Regions from separate parts of the Sus scrofa genome. Here region 2 is linked to region 1. The links are chromatin contacts, called in public Hi-C maps. All regions are on one chromosome and are shown on one strand. Each heading gives the region's core, a stretch centred on a gene start, on an enhancer-like site or on the middle of the called end of the contact. The rest is flanking DNA. Distances are from core to core; before and after follow the strand shown.

The links. Hi-C and Micro-C count contacts between places; a contact is called where the count stands out from the background.
Region 2: a Hi-C map of liver shows a contact between it and region 1, with 6 times the contacts expected there. The contact joins two enhancer-like sites. A contact is called at or near these places in 3 of 47 Hi-C or Micro-C datasets (embryonic fibroblasts, liver and retroperitoneal adipose tissue).

Annotation. Positions count from the first base shown.
Region 1 is chr6:87,954,377-87,961,492 of Sscrofa11.1, reverse strand. LOC110261129 (a long non-coding RNA gene) reads right to left here and starts at 981. Exons shown (of 3, transcript XR_002344960.1): 1 at 714-981. Within about 2 kb of position 3,587, at least 6 of the 83 cell types and tissues checked have an H3K27ac peak or open chromatin away from gene starts, as enhancers often do. A contact at or near this core is called in liver, where this site is marked.
Region 2 is chr6:88,020,620-88,027,735 of Sscrofa11.1, reverse strand. No RefSeq gene overlaps it. Among named protein-coding and RNA genes, the nearest start is that of SERINC2, 28 kb to the right of the region's middle. Within about 2 kb of position 2,450, at least 14 of the 83 cell types and tissues checked have an H3K27ac peak or open chromatin away from gene starts, as enhancers often do. A contact at or near this core is called in liver, where this site is marked.

The DNA of each region.
Region 1 (7,116 bases), core at 2,338-4,837:
GCTCTCCATTCCCTCGCGAAGAAAGGCCAGCCTCCTCCATGATGGGCAAGGCCTTTTCCTCTCTGGCTCTAAACTATCCTTCGGTCTTTCTTTTTTCTTTTTTTCTTTTTTTTTTTTTTTTGTTAGGGCCGCACCCTCGGCATACGAATGTTCCCAGGCTTGGGGTCCAATCAAAGCTACACTGCCGGCCTATGTCACAGCCACACCAGATCTGAACCACGTCTGCGACCTACACCATAGCTCACAGCAACACCGGATCCTTAACCCACTGAGCAAAGCCAGGGATCGAACCTGCAACCTCATGGTGCCTAGCTGAATTCATTTCTGCTGCACCATGACGGGAGCTCTTATTCTTCAGTCTTATCACTTGCCACTTCTACCCTCTGCCCTCATCCCGGATCATTCAGCAGGAAAATCTCATCCAGGCTTAACCATCCCCTCTTCCTCTGCCTTCTCAGTTCCACTCCCCACACAAGGCAGACACTGATGGATTCTTCAAGACCCAGCCCAAAGAATATTTTCTTCTTCTTTTTTGGGGACGGGGTGGGGGGAGAGTCACACCTTCAGTATGCAGTTTGATCCTTCCCAGGCCAAGGATCAAACCCGAGCCATAGCAATAAGCTGAACCACAGCAGTGACAACACTGGATCCTTAACCTGCTGAGCCACCAGGGAACTCCCAAAGGGTATCTTCTACATAAAGCCTTTCCTGACCTTCCTGGCAGAATGAGCTGCTTCTGCTCTGGTCTTCGGGTCTGTGTACAGCCCTCTGGGACAGTGATAGTCTTCCTGTATCGTCATAATCTGTGGAGGCATCCAGTTCTCCCATCTCTCAAAAGGGTAGCATCAAGTCTGGGATATCTGTTGGTTGTCCGTACCTTGCACAGGGTCAGGCACCAAGCAAGCAGCAGTCAAGTTCAATGAGTGAGAGGCAGTGGGTCTGTGTGTGTGCATGTGCACGCTATGTGTGTGAGTGCCCTGAGTTGGCAGGAGGCCCAGGCCAAGGAGACAAGGAGGACATCTAGAAATAGCCCTATCCCGGGCCCCAGATCAGGCCTGGTGCCCAGATAAACTGACCCTGAGTGAGGAGGTGGGGGCCCAGGGTGGGTGGGTGGGAACTAGGAGGTGTGACTCCAGAAGCCAGTGGCCCTGTTGCCCTGTTGCCCCCTGGGATCTGCTCTCCCAGAGCAAATGTCCCCTGTCTGCCTGTCCTCAGGCACTCCTGGCACTCAGATTTTAGTGACCCCCAGTGACCAGCGAGTATTTCAGGCTGAGACTAAGCATCACCTGCTCTATTGGCCTCACAACTTATAGGGCAAAGGGGAGCCTGCCAGTCTACCCACTAAGGGCTAGGGCAGGGATGCTGGAAAATTTTGTCCTTTCCTCACTCTGGCTCCACCTTGCCCTCTTGCCCACTTGGAAGTTCCCTTTCGGAACTACCAACTCCCAAAGCTTGAAGGGTAAGAGATCATCTGGCCCAATCCCTACCATAGAGGTGGGGACACTGAAGGGAAGAGACTGGCCCAAAGTCACAGAGCAAGACAGGGCAAAGATGGTCACAGGAAAAGATAATGCAGAATAGTGGTTAAGTCATACAAACTCTAGAGCCAGTCTGCCTGGATCCTAATCCTCACTCTCACGTGTAAATGAATGTTGGGGACAATAGTGCCTACATCACTGGGTTATTGTTAGGAGTTCAAGAGTCAAAAGACTGAAAACTGCTAAGGCTAGTGCTTGGCACTTATTCAGGGCTGCAGTGATGTTAGCAATATTTTTTTTGCACCCGACTTTACAGCAGATTCTCAATAACCACAATCTCATGTATTTCTTCCCACAGCCCTGAAAGGCAGACATTACTACCTCCATGGCACAGAGGAGGAAACAGGCACAGAGATTGGCCAAGTTCACGCAGATGGTATGTCTCCCAACCATCTATCAGTGGTCTTTCCATATCCAGCCCCCTGCCCCTGACAGTGCATACACTGGCTCATCACATGGAAGTGACCAGAGACAGCCATTTGGAGAGCCAGCCCTTGCCTCCCGATACTGCCCTGGACTCCTCTGACCCCTGCACAGGGCTACCCTGTTGTGGGGAGGACAATCTTGCTTATCTGACGTCATCCCTCTTGACTCTGATCCCCGCCTTCTAATGTCTTGGTCTTGCACCTCCCACCCCTCGAAGGGGAAACCTCTCACCATGGGCTCCAGTCTTGTCTCCCAGCCTACCAAGTTCTTCCTGCAAATGACTCTTTCCATTTCCTACTTAGTGTCTCTGTTCACTACAGAGCCCAGGGATGCTGCTCCCCAGGGACCCCCAGCCGGCCTCAAGATCCCAAGTGCCTAAAAAACCCCAAGCTAGGAGTTCCCGTCATGGCTCAGTGGTAACAATACCAACCAGTATCCATGAGGATGCAGGTTCAATCCCTGGCCTTGCTCAGTGGGTTAAGGGTCTGACGTTGCATGAGCTGTGGTGTAGGTTGCAGACATGACTCGGATCCCGTGTTGCTGTGGCTGTGGGTGCAAACTTCCATATACCATGGGTGCAGCCCTAAAAAAGCAAAAAAAAAAAAAAAAAAAAAAAAAAAGCAACAACAAGCCAAGCCAGGCTGAAAGCCTTGGCTTTTCACCTGCTTCCTGGAACACTACTGGCCCCAGACTCCTGGAGCTAACACCTACTCCCCACCAGGCCCCTTGCCATGTCTTGCCAGCTTTCCTCATCTAAAGACACACAGCGGCCACATGTGCACACTAACCAGGCTCATCAGGCCTCCTGGGGCTGCCTGAAACTTTGCAGAATCTTGGGCAAGCTACTCCTGAATGAAGTGCACTTGAGGGAATGACCATTGAACCATCTGGTTAGTGCCAGGTCACATGGCACACAAACATGACCCAGAACTCAGGGTGGTGTGATGTGATGTTTTGTAAGCCTTAGGTTTACCTTTCTAATTATACTTAATCAAATATCCTTTATATTTTTTCAGAGGCAATTTTTTTTTCTTTTCTTTTTTTTTCTAGGACCGCACTCACAGCATATGGAGGGTCTCAGGCTAGGAGTCAAATCGGAGCTGTAGCTGCCAGCCTACACCACAGCCATAGCAACTCGGGATCTGAGCCGCGTCTGCCACCTACACCACAGCTCACGGCAACACTGGCTCCTTAACCCACTGAGCGAGGCCAGGAATCGAACCGGCATCTTCACTAGTCAGATTTGTTTCCACTGAGCCATGATGGGAACTTCCCAGAGGCAAATTTTTCCTTCGATAGAGTAGTTTAGGGTAGGAGTCAGGGGCAGCCCAAGTCTGGGATCTTGTTTGAATACTTCCTGGGAACTGTCCTATCCCTAAAGAGAACTCCATGGAGACTCGGACTATACCTAGATGCCCAGAAAGGCAACTCCCCCGAGTGTACTTGGGGCCCCACTTACTCTGGAAATTACCCAGTCTCGTGGCCCTCAGGGATGGCTTAAGAAAGAGGACATGAGAGGATACTTTGGCAGGAGGAAAATTGAGAGCAGTAGACAAGAGAGGGAGGAGGCTTTTCAAACAGAGAGAATATTGACCAGGACAAGTGGCTTTCTTTGTTTGAGAGACTGTTTGTCTGCTCCGCAAATCTCTGCCTGGCCCAGCACCAGGCTCTGTGGACATAGCAGGGAGCCCTCACAGGTTCTCCAGTGTGATGGGAAGACAGACGCTGAAACAAGTGGACTCCATGAAAGCAGGCTAAGTGCATTGACAGGGCGATTCAGGGCTTCCTGTAGGAAGGGTTACCTTTGAAAGCTGAGATGTGAACAGGAGTTAACTAACAAAGTAATGCCTGGGGAGGAAGAGTATTCCAGGCAGACAGCGAATGAGAAACATGGCACCCCTCAAAGCACAGAAGGGCAGAGTGGGAGTTCCCACTGTGGTGCAGCAGGTTTAGGATCTGGTGTCGCGTCTTTGTAGCAGCGCAGGTTCTATCCCCAGGACCCTCACTGTGGGTTAATGATCTGACTCTGCTGCCTAAGCGAGGGATGTGGGTCTTGCGCTTAAAAGGCCAGGGGCAGCCAGGGGAGTAGGCTGAGAAGATAAACAATTAGCCTTTGTACTGCATTCCCAAACTTATCCTACCTTATCTTCCCAGAGTCCTTGGGAGGCCAGCTAGGTGGGGATGGTGCTGTGCTTTTTGCAAAAGGAGAGATCAGGACTTGCCTGAGGCCACCCAGCTAAGGAGCAGGGGTAGGACTGGAACCCAAATGAGTTTCACCCCAGAGTCCCTAAAGCTGGGGAAGTGCACAGATTCACTCCCTCATCCGCACATTCAATATTCACACACTCATCGTTTAGAGTCATTCATTCATGCCATTTATTCATGCCTGCCGGGCACTCTTCCTGGAGCAGGATTTCAGTGATAAATGAGACTCGTGAAACACATGGAGCTGTTACTGTCCAGAGCTCTCGGGCTCCCTAATCAATAGGTATTGATAAGAGGCCAAACAGGAAAATTCAGGCAAGGCTTTTGGGGAACCCTGCTGCAGCAGGAAGGAGCCAAAACAAGCAACAGTTTCCTTTGTGTGCTGGTTCCCTGGGTATGGGGAGGTGGCAGCTGGGAACTCTTGCCTTATATGGGGACAAGTCCGGGGGCGGGGGTAGGGGCAGGGATGGTGGGGAAGGCTTGTGCGGTCTGCCCACCCCCATGGTGGTGTTTTGTGCAGGGAGCATGCGTAGTACCCTGATGTGGCTCTAGGCTCTTCAGAAGTGGCAGTTTGGTTTTTAGTTTTTGTGTGTCTTCTTGTCCATAATTTGCCCCAGCTGCACATGTATGCAGTTATTTATTTATTTCTCTTGTCTTTTTAGAGCCACACCCAAGGCATATGGAAGTTCTCAGGCTAGGGGTCAAATTGGAGCTGCAGCTGCCCGCTTAAAACACAGCCGCAGGAACTCGGAATCCCAGCCCTGTCACAGCTCACGGCAATGCTGGATCCTTAACCCACTGAGCAAGTCCAGGGATCGAACCTGCGTACTCATGGATCCTAGTCTTGTTTATTACCACTGAGCCACCCAGGAACTCCATATGCAGTTATTTTTAGTCTCTTAAAGTTCCTTTGTATTTCATTGCTTGAGATGTTTGTCCAGATGCACACATTGCAGCCACTGCAGCAAAGGCTCCCAGGCCCTAGGTCCCAGCCTGTCTCAGGACAAGGCTAAAGAGTTTGCGCTTAGGAGTTCCTGTCGTGGCACAGTGGTTAACAAATCCGACTAGGAACCAGGAGGTTGTGGGTTCGATCCCTGGCCTTGCTCAGAGGGTTAAGGATCTGGCGTTGCCATGAGTCGTGGCATAGGTCGCAGACGAGGCTCAGGTCCCGAGTTGCTGTGGCTCTGGCGTAGGCCAGTGGCTAGGTGGCTACAGCTCCGATTAGACCCCTAGACTGGGAACATCCATATGCCGCGGGAGAGACCCTAGAAAAGGCAAAAAGACAAAAAAAAAAAAAAAAAAAAAAGAGTTTGGGCTTGGAGTGGAGTTCCCATCACAGCTCAGGGGTAAATAATCCGACAAGGATCCATGAGGCCGTGGGTTCGATCCCTGGCCTTGCTCAGTGGGTTAAGGATTCGGCATTGCCGTGAGCTATGGTATAGGTTGCAGGCTCAGATCTGGCGTTGCTGTGGCTGTGGTGTAGGCTGACAGCTACAGCTCTGATTCAACCCCTAGCCTAGAAACTTCCATGTGCCACGGGTGCAGTCCTAAAAAGACAAAAAGAAAAGAAAAAAGAGTTTGGGCTTGATTCTGCCAGCAAGCGGAGGACAGCTGGTTTCTGGGAAGGAAGGGTGACAGTCCTCCACTGGGAGCTGCACGCCCCCCAGGCCCCTGCAAGGAGAGCCATTGTTCTCCTTCCAGGGAGCACTTTGCCACAGGCAGCAGTTTCCAAGAAGCAAACTGGTGTTGAGTACACCCCTGTCTTTTGCCATCACTTGTTCTCCAAGACCCACAGTATCTGGAAGTCTAGAGGAACTAGGAAGCAATTTCCTAGTGGCACAAAGAACACTCCATTCCAGCCACTGTGGCTGCAATCCCCACCTCACCACCCCAACTGTGAGCTCAGGGAGGGCAGGGCTGCGACTCTCCTGTTTACCCTGAATTCCCACTGGACCCAGCACAGTGCTGAGCATAGGCGATGCTCCATGAGTCTCCTGGAATGGATACATTATTTATTTATTTATTTTTTATTTTGGGGGTCTTTTTTTAGGGCCACACCCATGGCATATGGAGATTCTCAGGGGTCCAATTGGAGCTGCAGCTGCTGGCCTACGCCACAGCCACAGCCACACGGGATCCGAGCCATGTCTGCCACCTCCACCACAGCTCACGGCAATGAGGGATCCTTAACCCACTGAGCATGGCCAGGGATCAAATCTGCATCCTCATGGATGCTAGTCGGGTTTGTTAACCATGAGCCATGACGGGAACTCTCTGGATACATTATTTAAAACGAGAGAAAGGAAGACATGAGAAGACATCACTGCAGCATCGGAAGGCACTCAGGGACGTCAGCGAGGAGGAGGAGAGAGAGATGTTTGGACCCTCTTCCATCCAGGCCTTGGCTCATTCTTGCGTACTGCTGAGTCAAACGCCCTGGAGTAAAGACGCAGAAGGAAGGGAGTCACCATCTCTTGAGTGCTGGTGTGTGTTAGCCTTTCCACATTATCTCTTTCTTTTTTTTTTCTTTTTTTTTTTTTGGTCTTTTTGCTATTTCTTTGGGCCACTTCCGCGGCATATGGAGGTTCCCAGGCTAGGGGTCGAATTGGAGCCGTAGCCACTGGCCTACGCCAGAGCCACAGCAACGCGGGATCCGAGCCGAGTCTGCAACCTACACCACAGTTCACGGCAACGCCGGATCCTTAACCCACTGAGCAAGGGCAGGGACCAAACCCACAACCTCATGGTTCCTAGTCGGATTCGTTAACCACTGCGCCACGACGGGAACTCCCCACGTTATCTCTTTCAACCCTCGTGACAATTGGGCAGAATAGGTGGCCTACTTCCATTTGGGAGGAAAGGACACTCAGAAGGGGGAAAGCATTTATTCCGGGTCTCTAGCTAGTAATTGGCAGGCTTGGGATATAGAGTAACAGGCCTCTTGGAA
Region 2 (7,116 bases), core at 1,201-3,700, 67 kb before region 1:
AATTTAAAATTAAAAATTAAAGTCAATTATTTTAATAGCAAAAGTGGGTTTATTTGAAACTAGCAGATAACTGCAATTCCAGAAAAGCAAGCCACAACAAATACCACAGACAAGAAAGACAAACAAAGGCAAGGAATACAATCTAATCTTATTTATAGAGATAAAGGAGAAAGTTGAGAGGGGTTGTTTTGAACTAAAATTCATTGGAGAAAACTGAGAGTTCAGGGTGATGATGGTTTCTCATTGGCTGAGTTGGTGGGGTAGTTGATTTCTTGCAGGAGATGCAATGTATATCTTTTCCTGTTGCAGCCTGTAATTGATGATTTGATTATTCTTTTTTTTCTTTTTTTTTTTTTTTTTTTTTTTTTGTCTTTTACCATTTCTTAGGCTACTCCCACGGCACATGGAGGTTCCCAGGCTAGGGGTTGAAACGGAGCTGTAGAAACGGAGCTGTAGCCACTGGTCTACGCCAGATCCAAGCTGTGTCTGCGACCTACACCACAACTCACGGCAACACCAGATCCTTAACCCACGGAGCAACGCCAGGGATTGAACCCACAACCTCATGGTTCCTAGTCAGATTCGTTAACCACTGAGCCAAGACGGGAACTCCGATTTGATGATTCTTCTGTGTTGATTTTTCAGATAGGCTCTGTAATTTGAACTGGAGTGGTACTTCAAGAGCTCCCCCTTCTGGCCTCTCAACTCCATTTCAGCGAGGTTTCCCTATTAATTTTCAGTGGGAAGGTGTTCCAGCACCAAGACCAGAGCCTACACTTGATGAGGCTAAATAAACTGTTGAGAGGATGTGCATTTAGTCCAGGCTCTGAGAGAACGGACACTAGTCAAATGTCAGATGTAACTGTATAATGGAAAGCACCTAACTAGAATTCAGTCTAGCTTGGTGATCCTGAAGCTAAGATTTAGGACCTGCAGAGAACAGAAAGTATTCAACCTAGTTTAAACAGGAAGGAATCTATTACAGAGTGTTCTATGTTATAAAAAATCAGGAGATCTTAAAAATGGGGGGGGCACAGTCTTTAAGGCATTAGCCTGCTGTGGCCCCCTTTGCCTAGCAAAGCAATCAAGCTATCTTTAAAAAAAAGAAAAAGAAAATCAGGAGACCTGAAAGAAACAAATTTTAGATTGAGCTTTCAGCACTGACTCCCAGAATCACACCATGGAAGCTGGTTCCCAAGAGAGCTGCCCCTGGCTCCAGATCCTCACCACCCCTGCTGAAGCCACCAGGATCAGGGAGCTCTTGCTGCCACCCCTGCAGAGCCATGCTGTGCCTGTCACAATGGATTGGCATTGCCAGCAGACCCACCAGCAGCAGCTGCCCAGCCCCACCTCTCACCCTACCTGAACCTGATACCTACACACTAGAAAGGGCCATAGACAAGAACAAATATGTGCAAACAACGCTTGTCAGCAGAAACTTACGTCTCCCTTCCAAAGGTCATGTAAGCGTCTCCAATTGGCTGAAGCTAAGTCACACCCAGAACTCAAGCTCTGAGTGAAAGGGAGTTTGGGAAATGTGTTTTCATTTTTCCAGCTCTGCCGAAAGGCAGACCCAGAGAGGAAGAGCAAATGGATACTGAGGGACTGTCTGCTGTATGCATCACCATGCAGGTGCATGTGTGTGCCTTGTGTGCACACGTGTCTGTCTGTGCATGTACAAGTGCTATGGACATGTTTGCATGTATGTGTGTTTGTGCTTGTGTGAATGTGTGTGTATGCATGTGTACACATTTGTGTGCATGTGTGTGATGGGGGGGCATTTGGAGGAGTAGCAGACATCAAGACCGGAGAGAAGGAGGCATTATCAAAAAGACCATCACACGGAGTTCCCGGCGTGGCACAGAGGAAACGAATCCGATTGGGAACCATGAAGTTGCGGGTTTGGTCCCTGGCCTCGATTAGGTGGGTTAAGGATCTGGCATTACCGTGAGCTGTGGTGTAGGTCGCACACATGGCTCGGATCCCAAGTTGCTATGGCTCTGGTGTAGGCTGGCAGCTGTAGCTCTGATTGGACCCCTGGCCTGGGAACCTCCATATGCCATGGGAGCAGCCCTAAAAAAAGAGGGAAAAAAAAAAGACCATCACAGACACTTCCTCTGTGAGGACCTGTACCAGAGCTCCTGAGAGTCCTTCAGCCAAGCTAGGAGAACAGGCTTTAACTGTCCAGTGGTCTAGTTCTACCTCCTTACTTTCACTAGTAGGGAAAACAAAGCCAGAGGAATTCATGTCCTCACCTAAGGCCATACTGCAAGTTGAAGCATTGGCCTAAACCCAACCAGGTCCCCAAGGGGTAAGGCCTCTGTTCTTCACTTGGTGACCAGGTGCTCAGGGAGGGTTTCACCTGAAGGATCCTCCTGTACTGGGCGCCCGGTCACCAAGACGCCAGGGGGCGCTGCCTTTCCCTTGCTCAGCAGGACTCGTCTCTGGTCCTTCTGGGGCAGGCTCTGCGGTACCTCAACGATAGCAAATATTTACAGACACCTGCTGTGAGCCGGGCAGTGTGGCAGGTGGCGGTGGGAGGCGGATGAACACGTAGGTTATAATGCCTCCCTCCAGCAATGCCCAGTCCTCTGGGTGAGTCAGGTGAACAATCAAGAGGCCAGAGGGAGGGAGGGGGCACGGAGGAGCCATCCTAACTGTTGTCAACAAGGAAACTGAGACTCAGAGAGGATCCCTGACTTGGCCAAACTTATGCAGCCCCTCAGTGGCTGAGCCCAGATTTTGAATGCAATATATTTTGTTAACCTGAAACAATAAACAAGCCTGTTTTTTTACCAGCAAAACAGGTTTATCTGGGAGCAGCAAAGAATTGGAACTGTGGAAGACCACATCCAAGTCCAGTAAAGGAGAGGAAACCTTATATAGAGAAGGGGAAGTCGGAAGGGGCTGTTATAAACAAAAGGTCTATTGGAGAAAGCTGGGATTTTGAAGTATAGCAGCTTTTCATTGGCTGAGCTGTGACAAGCTCTCACTGGTTAAGCTGTTGCCAGTGGAGGAGAAAATCTTTCTTCCTCCTGCTGAAGGCTGTAAAGTAGTTCACTTCCTGCTGGAGATGCAAGGTATGTCTCTTCCTATGGGTTTGTGGTTTTGGTTGGGTTTGGGGTTTTGTTTGGGGTTTTTGGTTTTTGTGTTTGTTTCTTCCCGCTGGGATCTGTATTAATGCCTAGTGGACTTTCATAGAGTTCCCCCTTCTGGCCTCTGGCTCCACCTTAGGGAGGTTTTCCTTCATTAATTTTTCACTCTTTAAATCCAAACCCATGATTTTATAATATAGGAGGCAGGATAGCAGAGAGGGTGGGCTTAGATGTCACCCAGACCTGTGTCCAAATCCTAGGCCGAGCCCTTTATCAGCTGTGTGTCTTGGGTGAGTTACAAACCTCTCCTCGCCTTGGTTTTCTCACACATAAAACGAGGCCATGAATATTTCTTCCTTGTGGAAAAGGAGGGAGAGTTAGATGAGATAATGCATGGAAATGGCTGAGCCTGTTCTGCAGCACATAAGAAATCCTCAGTAAGTGGAATACTATTCAGCCATTAAAAAGAATGAAATAATGTCACTCACAGCAACATGGATGCAACTAGAGATTCTCATACTAAGGAAAGTAAGTCAGAAAGATAAATACCATATGATACCGCTTATATGTGCAATCTAAAATACAGCACAGGGAGTTCCCGTAGTGGTGCAGCAGAAACAAATCCAACTAGGAACCATGAGGTTACAGGTTCAATCCCTGGCCTCGATCAGTGGATTAAGGATCCAGCGTTGCCGAGAGCTGTGGTGTAGGTCACAGACACAGCTCAGATCTGTGGCGTAGGCCGGCAGCCATAGCTCTGATTTGACCCCTAGCCTGGGAACCTCCATATGCCACGGGTGTGGCCCTAAAAATCAAAATAAATAAACAAATAAATAAATAAAAATAAGATATGGCACAAATGAACCTATCTACAAAACAGAAACAGACTCACAGACGTAGAGCACAGACTCGTGGTTGCCAAGGTGGAGGGAAGGGGGAGGGGGACGGACTGGGAGTTCAGGGTTAGTGAATGCAAACTATTACATTTAGAATGGATACACAATGAGGTCCTGCTGTATAGCACAGGGAACTGTATCCAATCTCTTGGGATAGATCATAATGGAAGATAATATAAAAAGGGAATGTATATGTATGTATGAGTGGGTCCCTTTGCCATATAGCAGAAATCAGCATGTCGTGAATTGACTATAATATAAAATAAAGTGGAGGAGTTCCCATCGTGGTTCAGTGGTTAATGAATCCCACTAGGAACCATGAGGTTGCAGGTTCGATCCCTGGCCTTGCTCAGTGGGTTAAGGATCTGGCATTGCTGTGAGCTGTGGTGTAGGTCACAGACATGGCTCGGATCTGGCATTCCTGTGGCTCTGGCCTAGGCCAGCCGCTACAGCTCCGATTTGACCCCTAGCCTGGTAACCTCCATATGCCGCAGGAGCAGCCCTAGAAAAGACAAAAAGACCAAAAATAAATAAATAAATAAAATAAAGTGAAGGTGGTCGGGCGGACTGTGTTCCCTCTACCAGGGCAAAGGTTAGTTGATTGACTGACTGACCATCTGAATGAATATTGGTTGATTCTGGAGCAGCTGTGAGAAGGCAAAGGGGATGGAGAGTTGATAGCAGTGGTTGAGGGAGCCCTGGGCTTGGGTTGAGAGACTTGGGTTCAGGTACTGAATGTAAAACCGTACACCTCAGTTTGGAACTTGAACTCACGTGCTGGGACTCTAACCCAGCTAAGACTCAGATCGGTACTTGAACCCATGGGCCAGGACTCAAACCCGGCCAAATCCCAGACTGGGACTTGAACTCATTGGTTTTTTTTTTTGTTGTTTTTAATTAAATTCACACACCTAGTCCCGGGGACGTACTGAAGTGCCGTGGATGTCTCAGCACAGAAAGAATTCAGTGAGCGGCAAAGTGATAGGGAAGAAGCAGCTTTACGGAGAGACAGAGTGTGGGCCATCTCAAAGGCAAGAGGCCCTGAAATGCAGGGTAGTGAGTTTTTCTGGGCTGGCGATTTCATAGGCTGATGAGTGGGAGGATTAATTCAACTATTTCTGGGAAGAGGAGGGGGTTTCCAGGAATTGGGCCACCACTCACTTTTTGGCCTTCTGTCTCAGAACTGTCACGGTGCCTGTGGATGCTGTGTCATTCAGTATATGCCAGGGTATTACAATGAGCATATAACGAAACTCCAGGTCCACTGAAAGTCAAATCATAAACCACCTTGGACCTAGTTGGTTGTAAACAGTTCTTACCATATCCTGAAGGACTCTGTCATTCTTTCAAGGTTTGTGCCCTGCCTCCTTCCCTCCCGTTTCAAATGTGCAGGGTGAGAGGAAGGGGCTGATGGGGGAAGAGCACAGGGAGAGTGACCAGGGCAGAGGCCCACATGGTTCTGCAGTGAGAGGACAGGACCACCCAGGAGCTGGAGCTCCTTGGTGAGGGGTTAAGTGCCAGAGGTGGGGAGGTCCAGGCTATGGAGTTCAGAGGTCACCAACTGGAAACCTGAGTGCATGTCTGGTTTGGCCACTGCTGTGTTTAAAACAACAGGAACCTTGGGGGTTTCCACCATGGCACAGTGGGTTAGGAGTCCAACTTCAGCCGCTCTAGTAGCTGCTGAGGTGTGGGTTCAATCCCCAGCCTGGGTGGTAGGTTGCAGGTGTGGCTCCGATTCAATTGGATTCAGTCCCTGGCCCAGGAACTTTTATATGCCATGTGTCATTATCTCTTCATCAGGCGTGTTCTAGGCACCAGGAAAATGATAATTAACAAGAGTAGGTTCTCGTCCTCCTTGACCTTAGGGGGAGTCAGACAATGCAGTGATCATCACAGAGAGGGTTACACCATCCCACACAGCAATAAAGGCTGTTCGGAGAAATACAGTTTCTAAGAAAACTAAGAGAATGGGGGGGGGCTAATTTAGACTGGGGATCAGAGAGGAGTGGGGAGTCAAGTCCCCATCTTCCTTTCATTTTAAGAATTTCTTTCCCTGTGCACTAACCCACTTGCTCTGTTGGCATTAAAGCTCCTTGCTCCAGCCTGGGGACACAGAAACCATTCAGTAAATACTGGCTCCTGTTATCATTGTTTTTCCCCACATCCTGCCACCTGTCATTCACACCCTCCTCCAGAGGAGCAAAGGGCAAGTGTCCCTGCAGGCAGAGGGAAGGCTAAGTGCCCTGATTTGTTGGCCTAGGCTTTTGTCACAAACCCTGAAGACTGATGGCCAGGAAAGAAAGGAGGCATCCTTTCTCTGGCTCCCACAGTGGGCTGAGTGTGGCGCCAGGGCCTTTACAGACATGCCTTCACTAACGTGGCACCATCCCCATTTTACAGATGGGGAAACCAAAACCCAGGGAGACCAGGGCAAAGCAGAGATAAAAACCTAGAAGATCTTGGCTTTGAAATGCACGTTCTTCACGCCACACAGCAAGCTGCCAGAAGAAACACAGTGGCTGGTGGTAGGAAAAACAAAATCAGACCAACAAAAAAAAGAAAACCACTGAGGAGTTCCCGTCGTGGCTCAGTGGTTAACGAATCCGACTAGGAACCATGAGGTTGCAGGTTCGATCCCTGGCCTTGCTCAGTGGGTTAAGGATCCGGCGTTGCCGTGAGCTGTGGTATAGGTCGCAGACGCGGCTCGGATCCCGTGTTGCTGTGGCTCTGGCGTAGGCCAACAGCTACAGACAGCTCTGATTAGACCCCTAGCCTGGGAACCTCCATATGCCGCGGGAGCGGCCTAAAAATGGCAAAAAGACAAAAAAAGAAAAAAGAAAAGAAAACCGCTGAAAACCATGTAGATGCACATCAATTGAGGATTAGCTAAATTCAGCATGGAATATTCACTCAATAGAATCCTGGTCTGCTGCTTGAAAAAATGAAGTAGATGAATGGCTTTCATACGTCTGTATCGTTTTCTAGTGGGAGGGAGTTGCCATAAGTGTGCCTTATATCTGTAATTATTTTAAAGTGGATGTCAAGCTCAATTCACAGGTGTGCAAGAAACAGAGCATCTGCTCATTTGCTTTATTATTTATTTATTTAGGGCTGCACCTGCAGCA